2 separate regions of the Zea mays genome follow, and region 2 is linked to region 1. A link is a contact called in public Hi-C data. All regions are on one chromosome and are shown on one strand. Each heading gives the region's core, a stretch centred on a gene start, on an enhancer-like site or on the middle of the called end of the contact. The rest is flanking DNA. Distances are from core to core; before and after follow the strand shown. Region 1 holds the start of LOC100274153. Region 2 holds the start of LOC103640766.

Evidence for each region. Hi-C and Micro-C count contacts between places; a contact is called where the count stands out from the background.
Region 2: a contact with region 1 is called in a Hi-C map of ear, with 3 times the contacts expected there. The contact joins the promoter of LOC103640766 here to the promoter of LOC100274153 in region 1. A contact is called at or near these places in 8 of 25 Hi-C or Micro-C datasets (ear, leaf, root tip and 1 more).

What each region holds. Positions count from the first base shown.
Region 1 is chr10:5,345,823-5,350,790 of Zm-B73-REFERENCE-NAM-5.0, reverse strand. LOC100274153 reads left to right here and starts at 3,073. Exons shown (of 15, transcript NM_001148531.1): 1 at 3,073-3,279; 2 at 3,393-3,498; 3 at 3,927-3,994; 4 at 4,080-4,181; 5 at 4,454-4,606; 6 at 4,697-4,774; 7 at 4,889-4,968. The coding sequence starts at 3,106. LOC100217297 reads left to right here. Exons shown (of 3, transcript NM_001143645.1): 3 at 1-420. The coding sequence ends at 176.
Region 2 is chr10:5,530,401-5,535,368 of Zm-B73-REFERENCE-NAM-5.0, reverse strand. It overlaps LOC103640766, which reads left to right and starts at 2,723. Exons shown (of 4, transcript XM_020545559.2): 1 at 2,723-3,557; 2 at 3,638-4,968. The coding sequence starts at 3,504.

The DNA.
Region 1 (4,968 bases), core at 1,824-4,323:
TGGTGATGAACGCGAGGGTCCTCAAGAGGATGAGCATCGTGTACCACCACTCGCAGGTCAGGCCGGAGCATGCAGCCAAGCTCGAGGCGGCCCGGAGGGAGCTCCGTGTCTGGCCGAGGGCTTCCGCGGACGTGCTGCTGGAGTTGACTCCTGTCCATCGGTTCCCATGGTTCTGAGGGGCGAGGTCGCTGATCCATTGCTCACATGCAGATCCTGCACTGCAGCTTTTGTTCGACTCCTGTTCTATCTATGCCTCTCATTGACTCTGGCTTGCTCTAAGATGTAGACACCACATGCTAGGCACCGTTTAAGTTGCTTGTGGGGATGGATTGGAAGTTTAAATTTGCACTTTAGTGCAGGTTATATTTGACCTTGTTAATAGTAACAGTATAGCCTGCTGGATTCCGTGAATCGGGTTTCCTTCTCTCTCTCTTTTTTTCTTTCTAAAATGAACAATCGGGTTGCCTTTTGACCAGCCAGTATTTTTTTATATTTTGTTCTTGGAAATCAATGCGGTGTATAGATATGTAGCCAAGGCATGCCTATGGCTGTCACCAGCTGACCAGCATATCTCGCCTCCTGCTCATCTAGAAGGGTTTTAGTGGCGGAGCTCCATCTAATCAAGAGAAGGGGAGATGTGGTTTAGGGTCGGCGAGGAATGCATTTCATTTGTTGCTCCCTCTGGTCTAGAGATGGCAATGGGTACCCGTGACCCGATACCCGATGGGTATTTACTCTATTAGGGTATATATATGAGCTAAATATTCTACCCGTGGGTCTGTTATAGGGCAAAAATCTTCACCCAATGGGTAAACGGGTATTAGAACGTTACACCTTCACCCATACCCGTTAACCAACGGGTATAAAATACCCAATATAAACTTAGTCCAAGCATGATCTTGGACTTTAGTCATCCATCTTTTTTACTATTTAACAACCTTTTAGACCATAATGTCATATAAGGTTTAACGACAATATAATGACCATGTAATGGAACATTAATGTGCTATGTAGTACTGTCCTATTGTTACTATTTTATCCAATTATCTTTGGTGTGTTGAATGAATGGTTAATTTTTACAATGGTATTTAGATGGATATACTTGACATTTGTATAATATAATATTTTGATAGATGTTTAATTTTTGTGGGTACGGGTGACCCGATGGGTGACCCATACCCACGCGGGTATGGGTATGGGGGTAAATCCATACCCACCAGTGTATATGGGTGACCCGATGGGGTTATTTTTTTGTCGTGGGTATGGGTATGGGGTAATAATACCCGGTGGGTATTTACCCATTGCCATCTCTACTCTGGTCATGCCTCACCGTCACCGTACGTGTAGGTGTCCGTTTGCAGCGGATAATTTGGGAGGTAGTAATATATACAAGTTTGTTTGGATGTTCATGTATTTATCTTAGACCACACGTATTAGAGTGAATTAGAGTAAAAATTATTCCAATATATATAGAATAAGTGGATACATGTACATCCAAACAATACTTAACGTTCAAAAGAGGATTGTTTATAGCCATTGCCTATATGAGCCACCTTGGGGGGGGGGTCACAACACATGTAGGTGTCGTTGAGGGATTGGAGTTCGTTTGCAGCGGATAATTTAGGATGTACTAACATAACATGTACGAGTTTGTTTGGGTGTTCATGTATTTATCTTAGACCACACATATTAGAATGCAAACTATATGGATTAAGTTGGATACATGTACATCCAAACGAGACTTAAAGTTATAAAAGAGGATTGTTTATAGCCGTTGCCTATATGATTGTATCTCTAATACTAGATATTTGGCGTAGCATTTGTCTTACCATCTTAGTATGTCATTTGAAGTGCCTATATATGCAATGATAGATGATTAGGTTGCTACCCATCACATTTTTTGTCTTATGAACAATTACAGTTAGGGTACTCCCAACCCATAAACCACATAGTATGTTTATTAGTTAGGATTCAACTAATCAGAAATAAATGATGTGGCACTATATTTAAAGATAGACGAAGAAGTGATTTCTAATTAAAAGATCATGTCTACGTCCAATGGTTTCATCTGGTATCATTGGTATCGCATACTAATTTGAATTCAAATAGGGATTCGTTCAGATGGAACTTGACCTCCAATGGAATGTTTATTGTTCAGTCCTTGTATCGGGCATCTCTCAACAATGGGGTGGAGGTGTATAATAAGGACCTTTGGAAACTTAATCTTCCTTTGAAAATTAAAATTTTTATGTGGCACCTCAAAAGAGGTGTAACTTTAACAAAGGATAACTTGGCTAAGAGTCATTGGAATGGTAATAAGATATGTTGCTTTTGTAGCAGACCGGAGACAATAAAACACCTGTTTTTCAGTTGTTACAAATAAGTACAGGGTTGAGACCTCCTCGGGATGCTAATGATTTGTTTGGGGTTTGGGTGAGTGAGTTGCTGCCCAGATCACACAACTTACTATAACCGTTGCATCGGCAATTTGTTGGGCTATTTGGTTAAGTAGGAATGATGTGGTTTTCAATAAATCATCTCCTAAATCATGTGTATGTAACCTTTAGGGCAACATATTGATACCGCTTCTGGTCACACCTTCAGCCTAGAAGGGATGGCCAAGAGTTAATTAAGTCTTCATGTTGTAACGTGGAGAGGGTGCTACTACAGTTCTTCAGCAACTTTGTATTGGGGTCTTCGTGGCGTTTAACTTTGTAGTAGTTTTAGTTCGGTAGTTGGTGTTCTTTGGTGTGGTTATAGGAGGAGTCTTAGACTATGTTGCTGCTAAATGTAATAATTGGTCGTAATCTCATTTGAGGTCAAGGTCGGATGATATTTCTATTATTAAAAAAAAGTAAAGAAGAAATATGATAGGTAGATATGTGAAAGAGAAGATATGTGATTGGAGTTGGGCAATCATTTTATAGAAACTATACGCAGTGGAGCTGTCTCAAATATACGAGAGAAAGGATTATTACGAGCCCATAAAAGCCCGATAGGCCCAACTGAAGGGCAATCAGTTTCCAACCGCTCTTATCCGCCTCGTCGCTTCCCTCTCCTCCGCAGAACACACTGCTCCCGTACCTCGTCTCCTGCCCAAACCCAATGGAGGCCACGACAGCGCTCGCGCTCTCCTCCTCGTCCCTTGCCACCGCACGTCGCTCGCCGGAGAAGGCGACCGCTGCGTCCCTCAGCCTCCGCCGTTTCTCAGCTACCACCTCGCTCCACCTCCGCGCTGCCCGGAGCCCAGCGCTTCGCTCGCACCAGTCACCCTTCCAGGTCCGCTTCAGCACTCTCCACTGCTCCGCCTTTCGTTTCTTCCGTTCCCTCGGCGAGAATTTCGTATTCTGGGATGGAATCGATTTTTACCTGTTTGCTCTGTGTGAGGTCAGGGATGGAGGCGGCGGGGGAGGGCGGGCGGGCTGGTGGTTCGGGCGGAGATGTTTGGCCAGCTCACCACCGGCCTCGAGTCCGCCTGGAACAAGCTGAGGGGAGTCGGTGAGCATTTTTTGTTGCTTCCACGAATATGAATTTTATTTCCAAATCTCTCTCTATTTGTGATATTACCATAACAGGTATACAATATAATGCAATAACTGTGGGAATTGTGATATTATCTATTGGCTATTTTTTTCAAATGCTTGTTCGATCCATAGATGCGCCTGCAGTTCCATTTAGGTCAGTGATTCAAGATATATGGCCTATCTAGTCTTATTAATTTGGGCAGATATCAAAACTGTCTTTTTTGCAACAAAAGAAAAACCCATTTTTATTATACCAAAATTATCCATGGATAACTTGTGTTTCATTCTACTAGAGGTTACCAGCTGATATGCTCTTACATTGCATTCTTTATTTATGTCTGCATCCTCTATAACTCGGCTCAATTTTTCATTAAGCAATATGTTTTTTTTGTGTGGTTCAAGATGTATTGACAAAGGAAAACATAGCTGAACCAATGCGGGATATCAGAAGAGCACTTTTGGAGGCCGATGTATGTCTGATTTGTACTTCTGCATGATTTTTGTTTTTATTCTTTCTTCTCCCCTTCATAATCTGATGTGGAACCTATTTTGCAGGTAAGTTTGCCAGTAGTAAGAAGATTTATTGAGTCTGTAAGTGAAAAGGCTGTAGGCACCGATGTGATCCGAGGTGTCCGACCTGACCAGCAGTTGGTGAAGGTATACCCATATCGTAGAAACATGCCATTCTAGTATTGTACATGCAATAGACTTGTTTGACTTTGGCTTCTTAGCCATCTTTTAATTGCATGGTTACCAAATTTTTTCTCATTTTCCTTTCTGCGAGAGGCTGATGAATTAATGGATATGATATATTGTGCACATAGGCAATCCTATAAAAAGAATGGTGCTTAGCATCGACTTATTTAATGTGTTCTTCATCAGCTATTTCATGTGCTTAGAAGCCTGAGTAAGTTATCTCAATGATGCAGGTTGTGAGTGATGAACTGGTACAACTGATGGGCGGGGAGGTATCAGATTTGGTGTTTGCAAAATCTGGGCCAACTATTATATTATTGGCAGGTCTGCAAGGTGTTGGAAAAACTACTGTTTGTGCGAAGCTTGCCTTCTATCTCAAAAAACTGGTATTTTCCTTAAGCCTGTACTTTAACTATTTAAACATTTTATAATTCATCTATAGTCTTTTGTTACTTATAGCCAGTCTTAGATTACAGGGCAAGAGCTGTATGCTAGTTGCTGCAGATGTTTACAGGCCTGCTGCTATTGATCAACTCACTATTCTGGGTAAAAAGGTAAAAACTGTAGAACTTGCCATTGATGCATGTTCTGCCTCTTTTAGAATAGACACTTGCTTGAATGTTCTGCTATAACTTATTCTTCAGTAGAAAACATTTGAATGTTGATAGGTTGGTGTACCAGTTTACTCAGAAGGAACTGAAGCAAAACCTTCACAAATAGCCAAAAACGGTTTGAAGGAGGCAAAAGT
Region 2 (4,968 bases), core at 1,474-3,973, 180 kb before region 1:
AATTTTTTTCTCACTGTTTTGTTCAACTTGTAGGAAGAGAAAGCCTCGCATGAATACAACAAAATATGGGGAGAATGCCAAAGTTCCTAAAAGCCGACAAAGATCAGAAAATGATGCTGAAGCTGCTGTCCATGTTGAAGAAACTGTTTTTCCCCAAGTGGAAGCTGCTGTCCATGAAGTAGGAGTTGTTGTTCCCCATGTTGAAGGTGTTGTCCATCTTGAAGTTGCTGTCCAAGTTCAGTCACCTCCCAAGTCTACAACTCCTAAGAAAATCCTATCGAAGAAGATCACACCAAGGAAGCTGAAGAGGATGTAAACCTTGTTATGCTGTCCAAGTTAGACTATATTTGGACGTGTGATGTTATCTTAAAACTTGTTATGTTATTGTTATCTAAAACCTTGTTAAGTTGCAGTGATCTTTTTCTTGTGCTTTCTGCTGTCATCGGTTTGAGAAACCTGGGCACGGTTGGGGAAACCTGGTACCATGTTCTTTTTTTAACACCTATTTCTTGCTGTTACGTTGTTGCCTAGAGAATATATCAAACCTGGGAGAGGAGAAGTTTGCAGGTTGGCGTGTGAGAAGGCTGGCGTTTCAGAAGTTTGCATCCTGGGCGCAACAGCCAAGTGCAATGCTGTCTCGTCTGTTTGGCCACGTTCTGATTTCGAAGAGGGGCAAAAAAGTCCAAGCAGGTGATCTTTTCTCTGTTGATGTATCAAATAGCTCTTCAATGGCATTTTGTCTGTAAACAGCGCGTGAGAATGGTGAACTAGCGAAGACCTTGTACATAATGGCATTTGGGCGAAACCCAAGTTTCATAATGGCATGATTCCAAATTTCTCTTACAACGTCAAGTTGTGTCCCCGCAGGAGCTTCGCCAACACAGCAACCTTCCTCGTCACCCATCAGGCCATCATGTCGGCGTTGCGCTACATCGCCGGTTCGCCACCATCACAAGCACCTGGCAAGTGTAGTCCTTATTTCCCCCATTTTAATTAACACAATATGCTTTCTTATGTTGGTTTGTATATTAGTTGCGTGTGAACCAAGAATTTGATCTCCAGATTATTTTCTCTGCTCAGATCATTTCATTCGTTGTTTGGAATAGGATGGCTTCTGGAAGTGGTAGTGTTTGTGCAAGCACGGACGCATCACCTGCCTCTCATGGAACACCGGTTGGTACTGGTCAATCAGCACCGAAGCCATCACTACCTACTGTGATGAAAGAAACGTCTACAAATCCCACAACAGTTGTTGGTGGTGGAGGCTTAGCACTTGTTATTCATGTTGATAAAAATGTCGAGGAACCATTAGAGCCTGCTGCAAAGAAAATGAGAGAGAAAAAGGACACATTGGAGGCTTGGGAGCACTTCACCAAGTCCATAGTGGAAAAAGGGAGATAATGGCAACGTTAGAAGGAAGTTTGGGCAAAATGCAAGAAGTGCTCATTCAAAACTCGTGGTAAGTTCTCAAAGGGCACAACTGTCTTCTAAAATCATATGAAAGCAAAGCACCAATTAACTAGAGGGCAACAAGAATTGCATCTTCAGAGTGGTGCAGGTAATAGCACAGTTATTCAAAATTTCAAGTTTGATCCTTAAGAAAGCCTAACTAAATTCTATAAGGCCATCATTATGCATGACTACCCCTTTAAGATGGTTGAACATGAATTCTTTGTTGATTTCATCGAGTCGTTGTGTCCACACTTTGCATTCAAATGTCGTACAACAACAAGAAGTCTCTACTGTCGTCTCAGAATCTGCTTTCAGCTCTAGTGGGCGCATTGTTAGCAAATTCCGCAGTAGTTTAGAGCCTGAGGTCGTTCAGGCTTGCATTCAAATGTCGTACAACAACAAGAAGTCTCTACTGTCGCCTTAGAATCTGCTTTCTGCTCTAGTGAGCACATTGTTAGCAAATTCCACGGTAGTTTAGAGCCTGAGGTCGTTCAGGCTTCGGTTGGCATCGCAAGGAATGCAAAATATCAGCTCCTACATTTGGGTAGAAAATACAGAGGGTAGAAAATGGTTTGCTCGAGCAACATATAAAAAAACTAAAAATATGCCAATCCCTAGTTCCTCGTGAAATCATCATGATAACAGAAAACAGGACTCTTGAAACAAAGCATTTCGGTTTTCTCACATACAAAAAATATGAAACAAGTTTCTTATCAGCCTTCATACAAAAAATATGAAACAAGTTTCTTATCAGCCTTTATGCAAGGCCCCAGAACGTTGTTCTTCAAACAGTTAAAACCATTTCAGATATCTAATCATGGACGATTAAATTCATCCTGGGATCCACTATACTATTGAAAAATCAATGTATGTCAGAACCGATCACACAAAACTATCCTGAACCTAGCCAGCAGTTTGGTGAAGCTGGTGTCTTCCCATGAGAGCAGCTAATCAGCAACCCAGGATGAATTTTATACTAGGATAATCAGCATCTTTAAATCTGCTGCAACGAGGGGCCAGAAAGCTCACCTGTGCAATCAAACTCCACTCCCGTCAGCGGAGGCAGCGGTGATCCGGATTCTACATGTGCCTGCGATGAAGGCAGGAGAGCACGCTCCCTCTTGGAAACGTACCTGCCGCTGGATGGAGATGCCAGCGGTGCCGCTGTCTTGAGCAGGGGCTGTTGCGGTAAGCAATGGGTTGGAGGGAGGTATCTGTGAGATTCCCACCATGGCCGCTTCAGGGGAGGTGGAGCAAAGAAGGCGGACCCAGTGGCAACCGACGTGGAGAAGGGTGGGTCAGCAGCATCCTCGTCGTCGGAGGTACCGCCGTACGCAGCAGAGAGAAGATCCATTGCCAGTCGGGGCTTTGAGTACCCTCTGTCCAAGACTGCGGGGTGTTCAGCAAGCTGGTTGCAGGCTTGCAGCAGCCAAGCCAACAGCAGTGCACTGCAACCTGCTGCAGCAGCCACAGACAATGTTTTTTTTTCACCTCCATCAATTTAAATTAGGGAAAACTGCAAAAACCCACTTGCAAGTTTGGGGTGTTTTCAAATACCCACTTACAACTTTTATTCTGTCAAACTCCCCCCTACAAATTAGGGAGGTCCTCAATCTGTAATTAATGGCTCAATTCACAGACTTTGGGCTTGGCTGATTAGCGGCTCTCACACGAGCGATGAGCGGCTCCTCCCAGCACCGCCAGCACACGAGCCGCTCACCAGCTCCCAGCACCTCTCGGGCACCTCACACGAGCGATGAGTGGCTCCCAGCACCGCCAGCGGTCCTCGGCGCTGGCTCCCCGGCGGCGACATCGGATCGGGCCCTGGGATCCCGTTGCACAGGCGAGCCCCCGACGCTGGCGCGAGCGGTCCTCAGATCGGGCCCCGGGATCTCGCCGATGTCCTGTAATGGAGCCGCAGCCCATCGGCTCGAACAGGCAGAAGGTTCGTTTTCCTCGCTTTTACCCTTGTCGATTCATTTTGTTCTCCCTTGCTGTTTAACTCGTTGTCCCTAACCCTAAACCCTTGACGACGACGACCACCGTGCGCAATGGCTGCTGCTGGCTCTGAGGACGACGACAATCTGTCCTCTCCTAGACCACAGGTATTTCCTTTGTATGCTTACTGCAGCAAGCGATTTTATTTGTTGTATCAATTGTTTTCTGCATTTTTTTGACTATGCAGATCCTTTGTATGGAATTTCAAGTGCATGTTGGAGTGAAATTTGATGGTAGCATAGATGGTTATTCTGGTGGAAGGGTTGGTTACATGAGATTTATGGAACCACAAGGGGTTGATTGGTTTGTAATGCAGGAAAATCTTGTGTATCATGGTTACGAAGGAAATACCACCTTGTACTATTTGAAACCTGGTCATACGGCACCAAAAGGCCTTGTTTTGATGGATAGTGCAGAACATGTACAACAACTGATGAAGGATCATGAGGGCCTAAAGGTGTGCAAATTGTTCATTTTGAAACCTCCTAGAATGTCAAAGACAGATGGTAGGAAAAATATCAATCGCAATGAAGGATATTCATGGGAAGAAGGTGAAGAAGGTGAAGAAGGATATGCATGGGAAGGTGAAGAAGGTGATGTATGGGAAGAAGATGAAGAGTATGACGCATGGGAAACTGATGAAGGGGATGAAGAATTGTATGTGGTCAAGAATAACAATGACTTGGAACAAATTCAAAAAGAGCCTGCAGGACAGTTGATAAATGAAATTGATAATGCAAGGTTTTATTTGTCAAATGAGGTAAATGAAGGTGGTCACAGTCCCGTAAATTCTGATGATGAGGGTATATATGTGCATAGGTCTCTCGGGGTAGATTATGTGAGGTTTGACGATGCTACCATGAGACACCCAATTATGGACGTTGGAACAGTTTTTACCGATGTGAAGCAGTTCAGATCGGCACTAAAGAATTTGATCATTTGTGAGGGTAGAGAAGTTATGAGGCCTAAGAATGATCCTGTGCAAGTTTCAGCAAAGTGCAAAACTGTAGACTGTCCTTGGTATATCTATGCCTCCAGACTTCCAGATGGTCGTTCCTTCAAGATCAAGAAATATGTAAAAGACCACACTTGTGGGAAAAGTCACACAGTGAAGCAAATGGATGCTAAATGGATTGGCATAGAATATGAGCATTTTTTTAGAAGCGAGAAAGATTGGCGAGTTAAGTCACTTAGGGACACTGTCCTTAGGGACACACAGGTGGGGATCTCACTTACCAAAGCCTATAGAGCGAAAAGATATGCAGTGCAGAAGATTGGTGGTGACTACCATGAACAATATAGGAGGATACAAGATTATGCTCACACAGTGTTATCTGCTAATCCTGGAAGCTGCATTGTGATAAAATGCTTTGTGGATCCAGCACGAGCAATAAATCCTAGATTTGAGAGGATGTATGTGTCCTTTGATGCTCAAGTAAAAGGTTTCCTAGCTGGTTGTAGACCTTTCTTTGGGTTAGATGGCACCCATGTCAAACTGCCAAATGGTGGACAAATTTT